Linked DNA regions of Capra hircus: region 1 is linked to region 2. Evidence: chromatin contacts called from public Hi-C data. All regions are on one chromosome and are shown on one strand. Each heading gives the region's core, a stretch centred on a gene start, on an enhancer-like site or on the middle of the called end of the contact. The rest is flanking DNA. Distances are from core to core; before and after follow the strand shown.

The links. Hi-C and Micro-C count contacts between places; a contact is called where the count stands out from the background.
Region 1: a contact with region 2 is called in a Hi-C map of blood, with 2.7 times the contacts expected there. The contact joins the enhancer-like site here to the promoter of GRIN2C in region 2. A contact is called at or near these places in 2 of 5 Hi-C or Micro-C datasets (blood and liver).

Annotation. Positions count from the first base shown.
Region 1 is chr19:55,823,616-55,829,848 of ARS1.2, reverse strand. It overlaps TMEM104 (transmembrane protein 104), which reads left to right. Exons shown (of 10, transcript XM_018063860.1): 3 at 701-822; 4 at 3,478-3,559; 5 at 4,510-4,606; 6 at 5,324-5,401. Among named protein-coding and RNA genes, the nearest start is that of TMEM104, 14 kb to the left of the region's middle. Within about 2 kb of position 2,413, at least 2 of the 5 cell types and tissues checked have an H3K27ac peak or open chromatin away from gene starts, as enhancers often do.
Region 2 is chr19:55,763,487-55,769,596 of ARS1.2, reverse strand. GRIN2C (glutamate receptor ionotropic, NMDA 2C) reads right to left here and starts at 3,687. Exons shown (of 13, transcript XM_018063857.1): 1 at 3,565-3,687. It overlaps FDXR (NADPH:adrenodoxin oxidoreductase, mitochondrial), which reads right to left. Exons shown (of 13, transcript XM_018063852.1): 12 at 5,232-5,402; 13 at 4,585-5,097. The coding sequence ends at 4,967.

The DNA.
Region 1 (6,233 bases), core at 1,164-3,663, 62 kb before region 2:
TTTTTTTGTTTGTTTGTTTTTTTTAAATTTTGGCTGTACCACAAGGCTTGCAGGAGGATCTTAGTTCGCCAGCCAGGAATTGAACCTGAGTCCCAGCAGGGGAAGCACCAAGTCCTCACCACTGGACCGCTGGGGAATTCCTTCTCAAATTTAAGAAACGAGGGCAGGAAAAGGGAACCAGCATGAATGTTGACATCCCAAAGGGCAGTTGCAAGGATGGGTGGGGAGGAGGACTGGGTTGCGTGCTCAGTGGTCTTGGAAAAGTAGGGGGTTTTTTTGGAGGGTCAGCAATGTGGGTTGGTCTGTGTGCCAGGTCACCCCAGACTTGTTGGCCTGTCCTCAGGAAACCTGCAAGGGGGTTGAGCAGAGAGCTGCCATCTAAGATGCAGCTCCAAATACTATGCACTGATGAAGTGATGGGGGTGATGACTCGAAAGAGGAGGGTAAAACCGAGCCCCAGAGACTTTTTGAAAAGACGGATGGACCACGGGCTTTGGTCGCCCAGCGTGCAGCTGCAGATCCCGCCTCCCTGGAACCCGAGAGGAACCCTCCCTTCTTACGTGCCCTCCTGGCTAAGGCCTCCTGGGCCTCCTGGTTTCCACGGGTTTTGTCATAGCCCAGAGTCACCCTTGGGAGCTGTTGGGGGTGGTGAGGCTTGTCAATTTCTGGGCTGCTCAAATGTTGCCTCTCTCGGTTCCAGGTCGGACTGGTGTATATGTTCAACCTCATCGTGGGCACCGGTGCGCTCACCATGCCCAAGGCCTTTGCCACAGCCGGGTGGCTGGTCAGCCTGGTGCTGCTGATATTCCTGGGCTTCATGAGGTAAGAGGCCATCCTGGAGTTGGGGGTGCTGGGGGTGAAACCGGGGGCACCTCCCCGGGGAGCCCGAGCTCTCTCCATCCATCTAACAGAGATATCTGGTAACAGGTTCGCAGAGCAAGGAGAGGAGGCCCAAAGGTCTTGGGGCGGCGGGGGTTCACGCTGATGGAGTAGTTGCCCACCCCCCATCACTGGGAAGTTAAGACCTCTAGGGACTTCCCTTGCGGTCCAGTGTGGTTAAGACTCTGAGATTCCACTGCACAGGGCACAGGTTCCATCCCTGGTCAGGGAACTAAGATCCCACATACCCTGAGGCACAGCAAGACATTAGCAGAAAAAAAAAAAAAAAACAAGCGGAGACCTCCAGTTAGGCTCCAGGATGTCTCATGTGGGGCTCACGTGTTTCTTCCCCGGCTGGCTTTCCTCCTCTGCTGCGCCCATAATTTCTGAATGTGACCATCGGCGTGTGTTCCCTGAGAAGTTCCCAGCCAGCCACAGAAGAGATGCCAACTAACGTTTCAGGTGATCCAGGCAATCAGCTCGGAATTTAGAGTTTGTTTAAGATAGTTTCACCGAGCAGCAGTGATAAGCAGGCAGGTGCAGCCATATTCAGGTGTTAATCTCACATGGCTCCGTGCCCAGCAGCAAACAGGAGGCCCAGCCCTCGGGCACCCGCTCCGTGAGCAGGTGTGCGTGGCTCACCTGGGATGCGGCAGCTGGTGCCTCTGCAGGCCACTCCTCGGGGAACTCACAGGCAGGGGCCCCAGGCTAGAGAGGGATTCTGTTGTTCCTGTTTAGTCACTAAACAAGAAGTCACTTGTTTAGCTGCTCTTTTGCAACCCCGTGGGCTGTAGCCCGCCAGGCTTCCCTGTCCATGGAATTTTCCAGGCAAGGAGACTGGAGGAGCTTGCCATTTCCTCCAGGGCCTCTTCCCGACCCAGGGATCGACTCCCGTCTCCCGCACTGGCAGGCGAATCCTTGACCCCTGAGCCACCCGGGAAGCGCCACAGAATTCAGTAGCTGAAGTCAACTAAGGCTGCACGGGGCTGCACGGGGTGGGAAACGGCCCTGTTTTTCCCTTTCTTCCCGTGTTTTCCTCTGGGGAGGTTGTATGTAGCCTCAAGGTACTGTGGGCTCATTACGTCCTGCAAGCTCTGTGGCCAGGAGCCCTAGACGTCCTTGTCCTCCTGTGACTCCGCTGTCCCCTTCAAAGGACCTTCAGCACAGGCAGCCGCCTGAAAGGGAAGTGGTTATTGGGGGCACCCAGGCAGGGGCCGCCACGCAGGGGCTGCCACGCCCCCCCAGCCCATTATATTCCAGCATGATCCATGAGCTGGCTTCGTGCAGCCACGAGAGCCTCTTTATGCCTTAATTAAGATGGATTTTAGTTTTACTTCCCAAAAGAAGAGGCAATGGAAAGCCCTTAAAATGGTCACTCAGGCAAGATAATGAGAAACCTTTCTAGGAGGAGCTGCGGTAGCTGGAGTTTCAGGGCTGGCTGCCCCACCCCCATTGGCTGTGGGTTAACTCCTGGGCACCCCCCACCCCCCGCCCCCGTCCCCACCGCCTGACTGCCAGCCTGCGGCAGGTGCCAGCACCCGAGGTGAGCCAGGGGGGCCTGCGGGAAGCCCGCCTGCCCAGCAGCTTCAGGAAAGAGGGAGGTGAATGTTCCTGAATGTTCCACCTGCTCCGTTTCAGCAGGGGTGGGGTCACTCCGGTTTTCGCAGCAGGAACCCGGCCCTGCCCTGTAACGTCTGCTCACAGAGCATTCTTGCTGTCAGCCCAATCTCTCCGGTTTCCTTAAAAAAAGTAGATTTTTCTCTTCACTCTAGTCTCACTTCTCACAAAGGTCTGATGCTACCTCCCAATCTCCGTTTTGATTCGGGCCAGATTATTAGGCTATTAAAATATTAACACATTTTCATCTGTTAATATGTTTTAACTTATTAATTAAATATGTTGATTTATTGCATTCTTTCTTCATTTACTTTAATAGCAAACATTAAAATAACAATTATTTTAATATTAGCCAGGTTATTAGGAAAGTAAAAGTACCCCCTACCCCCCCAAGAAGTAAAAAGGGGAGGGTGATTCCAGGGCCAAGCACCCTTTTCAGTTATCCACACCCGTGCTCCGTTCATCAGCGTGTGTAAGTGGGGGTTGACCGCTTGCCCAGCGAAGAGACGTGAGAGCTGCCCACTGCCCTTCCCTGAAGCCCCGGGCGGGCCCCTTGTGGACCGGCTTCCTCCTCCCAGTATAGAGCCTCATCTGCTGTCTCTCTACCCCCCATCTCTCCCACCTCTGCCCCCAACAGGCCCCTCCTGGGGTGCTGTACCACCTTGCCCCCGAGTCACCTCTCCCCCAAGGTCACACTCTCTCCTTCCATCAGCTTGATTCACACCCTGGTCTCCTGTGCACTGAGAATATGTTCTAAATATAAACAGACATCAGGGCGAGCCCATGAGGCACCGTGGAGGCACACACACCTTCGTACAGGGTCAGACCCATCCTAGGACTTGGGGTACCTTCCTCAGCAGAGAGAATGCTTTGGGCTGGCTGGTTGGTCGGGTCCAGTTTTCAGTGGCTTTTCCTTTTATCTTGTGCCTCCTCCAACCTCCTCCCTGCCTTTGGCGATTAACCCGTGGCCTTTCCCTGCAGCTTCGTGACAACTACCTTCGTGGTGGAGGCCATGGGGGCGGCCAACGCTCAGCTCCGCTGGAAGAGGATGGAAACCCGCCAGGTGTGTGGGCCACCCTGGGCTCCGTCGTGGAGCCGCTGAGTGCAGAGAGCGGGCCAGGCCTCTCCCCGCACCCCCTCCTGACCGTGGGCAGCTCCGGAACCCGGAAACGTTAAAGAAAGTTACTCAGTCAGTCGTGTCCGACTCTGCGACCCCATGGACTGTAGCCCACCAGGCTCCTCTGGCCAAGGAATTCTCTAGGCAAGAATTCTGGTGGGGGTTGCCATTTCCTTCTCCAGAACCTGGACTTCTCTGGGCATTAGTGAGGAGCTGAAGTTCGCAGCCATGTCAGCTTCCAGAATATGCACAGCCTCTGCTGTTGCGCCCTCCTCACCCGGTGCTCTCCGCCATCCCCTCCTTGCTCCCTCCTCCCCCGATGCTCTCCAAGCATCCACTCAGGCTCCCTCCTCCCCCGGTGCTCTCCGCATCCCCTCCTTGCTCCCTCCTCCCCCCGTGCTCTCCGCCATCCCCTCCTTGCTCCCTCCTCCCCCGGTGCTCTCCGCCATCCCCTCCTTGCTCCCTCCTCCCCCGGTGCTCTCCGGTCATCCCCTCCTTGCTCCCTCCTCCCCCGATGCTCTCCGGTCATCCCCTCGTGGCTCCCTCCTCCCCCGATGCTCTCCGGTCATCCCCTCCTTGCACCCTCCTCCCCAGTGCTCTTCGTCATCCCCTTCTTGCACCCTCCTCCCCAGTGCTCTCCGATCATCCCCTTCTTGCTCCCTCCTCCCTCAGTGCTCCCTGAGCATCCCCTCCTTGCTCCCTCCTCCCTCTGACCTGGGAACCTTCATCCCAGGACCCGTGATGCGCCTCTGACCCTCTGATGGGACAGCCCGGAAGTATGGAAAGCTCCCTGCTCAGATGCCTTCTAGGAAGAGAGAACGAGCAAGCAGGCTCTCCCTTGGGTGTCCCCTTTCCTTTCCTGTCTTCCTTACCCTCCGCATCCCGCCCCCTCCCAGGAGGAGGAAGACGACGACTCCTCCTCGGCCTCCGACAGCGACGTTCTCGCCCAGGACAGCTACGAGCGGGCGGAGAAGCGGCCCATCCTGTCTGTGCGTAAGTCTTGGGGTTCCGGGCTGGGCCGCGCTCCCCTCTGGTCCACGGGGTTCCCCTTCCTCATGGAGAGGGCTCAGGGCAGGGGCGGGGGTTCTCTCTGCAGAGACCCTCTGAGAGCACTTCCCACCTGAGGGCTGATGCCAGGAAGGCAGCAGGGAACATACAGCAGAGCCGCAACCCTGGAGCCGGGCCAGGCTCCCCCCTGCTGGATCTGCCGCCAACTGTTGTCTGCAGCCTGGGGAGGGCCCTTGACCTCGGCCCCTGGAAGCCCGAGTCTGTGTCAAGTCTGTAACTTCCCTCCTTCCTGTCCCACCGGACAGAGACACACCCAGAGCCCAGCTGAGCCAGGGAGGCACCCCCGCCTTCCCACTCACCCCACAGTGAGCATCCCTGGCTCCCTTTCTGTAGACATTTTCTCTTTTCCTTTATTTATTTATTTTTTGGCTGCACTTGGAGGCACATGGGATCTTCATTTCCCCACCAGGGATCAAACCCATGACCCCTGTGATGGAAGCTCAGAGTCCTGACCACCAGGGAGCCTCCTCTATGGGCGTTTTTAAAAATGTTTCAAGCAGGAAGCACAAGGAAAAGTTTTCTTAAGAGTTTGAGCCCCTTGGGATTTCATTATTCTGGAGGATTCAGCGAACCCAGCACCCCTCCGAGGAGCTTGTCCTCGTGGGAAAAAATTACACTCCCTCTTTGCTCTTGGCTCCACAGAGAGACGCGGATCGAACCTTTTCGAGATCACAGACCGGGTGGAGCTGGGACAGATGGCCTCCATGTTCTTCAATAAAGGTGGGGGTGCTTTCTCCACGTGGGGAGCGGGCAGGAAAGCTGGTGCCTTCCCGTGGGCCAGGGCACCCAGGTCGGGGGTTCCACCTTGCCTGGTGACAGGGCACGGGAGAAGGAGGAACGGATTCTTGGCCTGCGAAGCCACCTTGCTGGGAGGCCTGAACCCGTTCAGGGTGTTCTCTTGGTTCCCTCCCTGTTCAGTGTATCGGGAATAAAAAAGCAGCCAGTGGTAAAGGATCCGCCTGACAATGCAGGAAACATGGGTTCAATCCCGGGGTTGGGAAGATCCCCCGGAGACGGAAATGGCAACCCACTCCAGCATTCTTGCTTGGAGAATCCCATGGACAGAGGAGCCTGGTGGGCTATAGTCCATGGGGTCGCAAAGAGTCAGATACTAAAAAACAACAACTCAGCAACTATGGGGCTTCCCTTGTGGCTCAGCTGGTAAAGAATCCACCTGCAATATGGGAGACCTGGGTTCGATTCCTGGGTTGGGAAGATCCCCTGGAGAAAGGAAAGGCTATCCACTCCAGTATTCTGGCCTGGAGAATTCCATGAACTGTATAGTCCATGGGGTCACAAAGAGTCGGACACGACTGAGCGCCTTTCACTTTCACTACCAACTATGGCTCACAGAGGCTGGGTCCCAAACAGCTTTCCAGTGGGGGCGGCGGGTGGTTCTCTTCCTTTTTCTTAATTGCCTCTGCCTTGTCTCTTTTCTTCTGGACTGTTGTGTCTAGGACAGCCCAGAGCACCCCACTCCAGTGACGGCAGGGTGGTGTGTGGCTGTGTGTGGGGAGGGTGTCTTCACAGTGGTCGGCAGAGGGCGCCAGGA
Region 2 (6,110 bases), core at 2,438-4,937:
ATTTCACTTCTTTTTCCTTTTTTCTAATGTGCCTACATGTGGCTCTCATTTTGGTTCTTTCCAGCCACGTGACTGTAGATGAAGGACCCAGGTCCTCTGTCTGCTCCAAGGGGGCACCGCCCCCAGAGACTCTCTCAGATGGGAAGGTGTCCTCCAGGGCTGGAACTGGCGAGGAGAGGAAGCTGGGGCAGGTCTTGCCTCTCCCCAGGAGTGACCACACAATGCCTGTGCATGGAGGGAGCCCGGTCAAGGCAGTCCCTAAGCTTCAAAGAGCAATGGGAAAGGCTTCCCAGTTGGCACAGTGGTCAAGAATGTGCCTGCCAGTGCGGAAGACACGAGAGACATGGGTTTGATCTCTGGGTCAGGAAGATCCCCTGGAGGAGGAAATGACAACTCACTCCAGCATTCTTGCCTAGAGAATCCCACGGCCAGAGGAGCCCGGTGGGCTACAGTCCATGGGGTTGCAAAGAGCCAGACACAACTGAGCAACTGAGCTCACATGCATGGGTGATTCCCTTCGGAGTACAGGAGAAACTAACACAACATTGTAAAGCAATTATCTCCTAATTAAAAATAAATTTAAGAAACATTTTTTTAAAAAAAGAGCAATGGGCAGATTCCAAGAGTCTCAGGCTCCACAGTCTCACCACCACAGAGCATCCAGCCTCCCCAGCAAGTCAGGAAGGTCAGACCTGAGCCCCAGCCTGACCCCATCTCCCACATGTCTCCCCCTGGCCTCCCACCTCTCCTCCTCCCATCCAGCCACACCCTACCTGCCCCCCTGGCCAAAAAAGTCCTCTGGCCACTGCACCCCTCCTCAGACAGCACAGCTGCTCCCTGGTGCCCACACATGAAGCCGGGACATCCTGGTCCCACGGACAGAGCCCAACACACCCTGACCAGCCTCCCCTCCGTGGGTCTCCTCCTCCCTTCAGTCTGGGGGCCGGACGGCCCCCAGTGCCCTCACTTCCAGGCTTGCTCCCTCCGGCCGCAATGGCCTCTTCCCTTTGCCTCTCTCGTCTGCAGGACAAACTCCAGAACTTTCAGAGCCCCAGGTAAATTCCTCTTCCACAGAGCCCCTGCCTCAGTACCTCGCAGCTGCGGACGCACAGGTGGGGACACAGAGAGTCTGGGTCTGGTCCCAAGCCAGCTGCCCTTCCTCACCACCACCTCCGGTTGGGGAGCTCCGGCTATGATTCTGGGACGGCTCCTGTCACGACGCCCTGTGGCAGCAACGTGCCCACTTCAGGATGCCCCCACCTCGGGCGCTGGACTGTTGCCTTCCAGACCTCTGCCCACCCACTTGCGGGTCCACACCTTTCGCAAAGGGGCTGTTAATATTTAATGAACACTCGGACCCCCCACAAAAGCCCGGGGGAGGGAGGCAATGGTCGGTCTTCTGAGACACTCAGCATCACCTTGAACGGCGGGAACACCTCCGCCTGCTTAGAGCTCTTCTCTCTCTTCCTCTGCTCCCCCAATCCCAGGCAGGCTCCCCGCACACAGACGTGCACACGCTCCGCCACGCCAGATATCTGAGGGCCGTCCCCACCCCAGGCCGGGAGCCTGGGTCCCCGGAGTCAGCCCCACCCACCAACCGTGCCGCTTCCCGGAGGAGCCTAGGGACCCCAGCTGCGCGGCCCGTCTGGATTCGCGCCCACAGGGTGAGCGACCTCGGCTCTGCCGTCGGGTTTCCCTGCCTCCCTTCTGCTGAGTGCCAGAGGAGAACCCGGACGCCAGGGGAGAAGACCACCCCTCCCCCTTGCCCCCACTGTCGCGGACACCGCGGTCTCCCTCCTGCAAGACTAACTCCCCCCACCCCCTACCCTCGCCGCTGATTCCACTCGGACCCCCAGGGGAATCTCTTACACTCGGGCTGTGAAGTTCGGGGTATTTTTAGGCCAGCGATAAATAATTCATAGGGAACGTGGCATCAGGCTCCCCCCGCGGGAGAAGGGGGCGCGAGCGGCGAGAGCCACCGTCACCCGCGGCTCAAGGACACTTGCGATGCGGCGGCGGCGGCTCTGGACGCCGGGACCCGCGCCACGCCTCCTGGCGGCCAAACTGGGCACCACGCACCCCGCGCCCCCCGCCTCGCCGCTGCCCTCTGCGGACCTCCCCGGCTCCTAGGTCCTCATCCCCGCTGGCCCCAAGCTGGATCGTGCCCCAAGCCCCGCGGGTGGGGAGCGCCGAGCTCACCTGGCAAGTGGGGCCAGGCGAGCAGGTGTGGGCGCCGTACCAGCTCAATCCTGCCCTAGGGCAGATTCGGGAGTCAGATTCCAGGTCTACTCGGCCCCTTTCACGTTAGTACTCGAATTCCTCATACCGCATTTAGGAACAGCTTGGAAGCTGACTGGCGCAGCCAGAAACTAGACGGGCTCTGAGACACAGCAGGCCATCCCCACCCCGCAAATTCCCTTCCTCAATTTCGGGGATGAAGTCAGGGCGGTGCGCTTTGGAGGGCTGGGGACCAAGCCCGAAGTCCCTCCGGGGGAGCAGGGCTAGGACCACTAGGGTGAGCGTCAGGGCCCGGCAGGAATTCCCCCTTCGCTCACCCGGCTCGTGGGATGCACCCTTGGGGATGGTCTGGCCGCTGGGTGACTTTACCTTCTCATGGCCCTGGCCCTGCCCGCCTAGGCCTAGGCGTGAACCACTTTCTGCAGCAGGAGGCTTGCGGCTCCCCTTCCCCGCCGTCGGGGATTCTGGTCGAAGCCCGGGGAAATCAGAGTAACGCGCTGGTGCGGCCGCCAAGGCCTAGCGGCACGGGGGCGCACGTGGGGTGGAGGGCTCTCGCCTCTCCCAAGTCTTCTTAGCCCACCCTTCGTCTCCCAGCCTCGAGCCTGACTGGGTCTTCCGGGCGCGGGGCCAGCGTTTGGGGAGATCCCACCACCCCGTAAAGCCCACGCTGGTTCCCTGAGGTCAGAGGAGGGAGGTTGCACAGAAGGAAAAGCTGGAAGGGGAGGACCTGGCGGGGGGGCGGGGATGGTGACGGGGCGGGACTGCGAGGGCAGATCCTCGGCCGACCTCCCGGGAGCAGGCGGCCGGCTGCTGGAGCCACCGACAGCCCCTTTGGTCCTCTCTGCTCCGCGCCCTCTCCAGCCCCCTTCGCTCTGGCTCAGCTCAGCCACAGCTCCAGCTCCCCAAGCCCCGCCCGGCTTCCCGCAGCAACAGTTGCGGGGCTCCTAGCCCCGACTCCTGCGTCCCCGAACCGCCCCCTCCCCAGCGGTGCCGCGGCGCCTGGCGAAAACGGGGGCCGGAGTGCTTGGTGACCCGGGAGACGAACGTCTTGGGCGCCTCGCCCGCGTCCTTCCCTCGCGTCCGCCGCGCGCGCCTGGCCCCTCGGCCTCTCTCCCACACCTCGTCCCCGCCCGCCTGAGTCTGAACCCCCAGGCCGGGTGCCCCAGGTCCCGGACCCCCAGCTCCACCCCACTCGGGCTCCGAACGCCCGCCAGACTCTCCCCGGTGCCCCGCGTCTGTCCCCGCCGTCCTTCCCCGCGAGGCGCCGGAGCCCAGCCCCGAGTTGGCGGCGAAGTTGGCGCCCCCCGCTCGCCGCCCACCACTCACCGGGGGGAAGGGGCGCTGCGCCCGCGCCCAGAGCCCGCGCCGGCCGCCTCCCGCGCGGTGCGAGTCCCGGCGACTCCGCTCCGCGCGCTGGCGCGCTCTGTCCTAGCTTGGCGGGCGCCTGGGCAGGGGCGCCTGCGGGGCCGGTGCCCGTGGCGTGGCCTGCTGGGCTGGGGCCGGGCCCGCCCCCGCGCCCCGCGCCCCTCCGGTGGCCCACTCGGCGCCGGGTTCCGTCCCGGGCTGGGCGCCGCGCCGCGCCTCCGGCTCCCAGGGCTCGCCAGCCGGCTGTGTCGGAGCACTGGCGGCCGCCGCCGCCACCCGCGCGGGCCCGCCCCACCGGGGCCCGCCGCCTCCGCCCCGCCCCGGCCGGCCCACTCCGCCGGCGTGTCCCTTCTCCCCGTGTCCCCAGACCCCACGGACTCGGAGAAAACAGGCTGCCCGCAGCCCTGGGTTCGAGCCCCAGGCTCACTAGGTGTGTGACCTTGGGCTGGTTAATTTTGAGGATTCAACCCCAGTCTGTAAAGTGACGCTGGCAGCTTGGGGGGCTGGTAAAAAGATGATGAACACGCTAGGGACACCAGGGTGCTATTTTTCAAAGACCTGTCTATCCAGCTGGAAAGCAACAAGGCGGGGAGGCGTTGGGAATGAGAGAGCGGGGAACCCGGGCCAGTCCGAGGGGCCACAGGGACACGCAGGCAAAGCGGCCCCCCGGCGCCCTGGCTCCCACTTTTGTCTTGCACTTGGTTGTGCTGGAGACAAACCAGGGACGGGGACCCGACAGGAGGGCGAGCAGAGCAGGCAGGCTGGGGTCACAGAGTGCCTGCAGGGCGGGCAGAAGGCAGGCCGACCACAGCAGAAGGGCCAAGCTGGGAAGACTGGTGGGCGCCAGGCGGGGCTGCCAAAACCCCCCACCGGCCCCCCTGGGGACAGGGAGCTGGCTCTGCAGCGCCACCTGGCGACTGGAGAGGAGCTGCGGCCGGAAGGTGACCCTGGGCCTCGAAAGAAGTCGCGCACACGAACCAGTGACCCTAGGTGGCAGGTGCTTTATTTCCAGCATATTCCTGACCTGGGGACCTTCCACAGTCCAGCAGGAGAGAGACAGGAGGGAGGGAGGTCAGCTTGTACCTGCCTCCATCCCTAACTAAGGTTATCTCCTTGCTGAAAAGTACCCACACTGGCAGGAGCGACCTTCTGGCTCAATAAAGTGCTCCTACACCCCTGGAGAAGAGGCAGCCAGGGCCGTATGCCAGGACGGGCAGACAACGCAGCTGGGGTGCAGAGTCCCGCTCAGGCTGACCCCGATGCCTCTCTGCTGCCCAGCGCGCCTCCTCTCTTCTCCAAGCAGGGCTAGGATCTGGGGTCACCCTCCTCTTCTCTCTGCACCAGGCTGGGCTGGGATCTGGGCTCAGTGCCCCAGCAGCTGCAGCATCTCCTGAGGATCCAGCAGCTTCTCTCTGGGCTTCCCCAAGGCCTGGCCCCGGGACACCTCCTCAGCATCCAGTTTCTCCCAGTCCGAGAAAGACACGGGCCAGACCCCTGCGGCAGAGGGAAGATGGCTCAGGGCCTCTACTTGCTCCCTTGCCCCAGTGGGGAGCAGCCCCCTTCCGGCCCAGGGACCTCCCCCAGATGCCCCCCTCCCCAACTCCTGGGAGCTCACATGGGGCCCAGACCTCGGCTGTCCAGCAGGGCCTTGATGGCTGCAGAGCCCGGCCTGGGGCCAGACGGCAGGTACCCGGCCCTCAGGTCCTGCAGCAGAATCTGGCCAGTGAGGAAGCTGTCAGTCATGGTGGTGGTGATGACACCCGTGGGTCCCCGCTTCACCCAGCCGCTGCAGTAGAGGCCTGGTGTGGGGTTGACAGAGGGCGAAGGAATGGGGAGTGGCCTGGGCACCCTGGCAAGCCTGAGCCCCAGGACACACATGCCGGGAGGATGGCCCCCAGCACCCGTCAGCGGGGCCCACTCATCTGCCGCCACTGCCCTCAGTTCCTCCCCAAACATACCCAGGTGTTCTCACCATGCACCGCCCCCCACCTTACACCTTAGGGTCCCTGCATCTTGGCGCTCTCTGTAGGAGTTGGGTCCTGTCACCTTGCTTCAGCAGGCTCTCAGTAAACACTGACTGAATGAATTAATAACTAGATAGGTATGTGATTTTTGGGGCTTCCCTGGTGGCTCAGACATTAAAGAATCCGCCTGCAATGCAGGACACCTGGGTTTGATCCCTGGGTTAAGAAGATCCCCTGGAGGAGGGCATGGTAACCCACTCCAGCATTCTTGCCCAGAGAATCCCCGTGGACAGAGGAGCCTGGTGGGCTACAGTCCATGGGGTCACAAAGGGTGGGACAGGACTGAGCAACTGAGCATAGCACACATACTTAACCAGGCTGGTAACTTGCAGAGGACAAGGATTAAGCTGCTGCTTAATCTCTAGTCTCAGCCCTGGCCTAGCCCAGAGCCCGATTTAATAACCAGACATACGAGTGGGCATCTCAGCTACACTGGGGACTTCTCGTAGGGCCAGGAGGTGGGTGGGGCTGAGTCACAGGCCT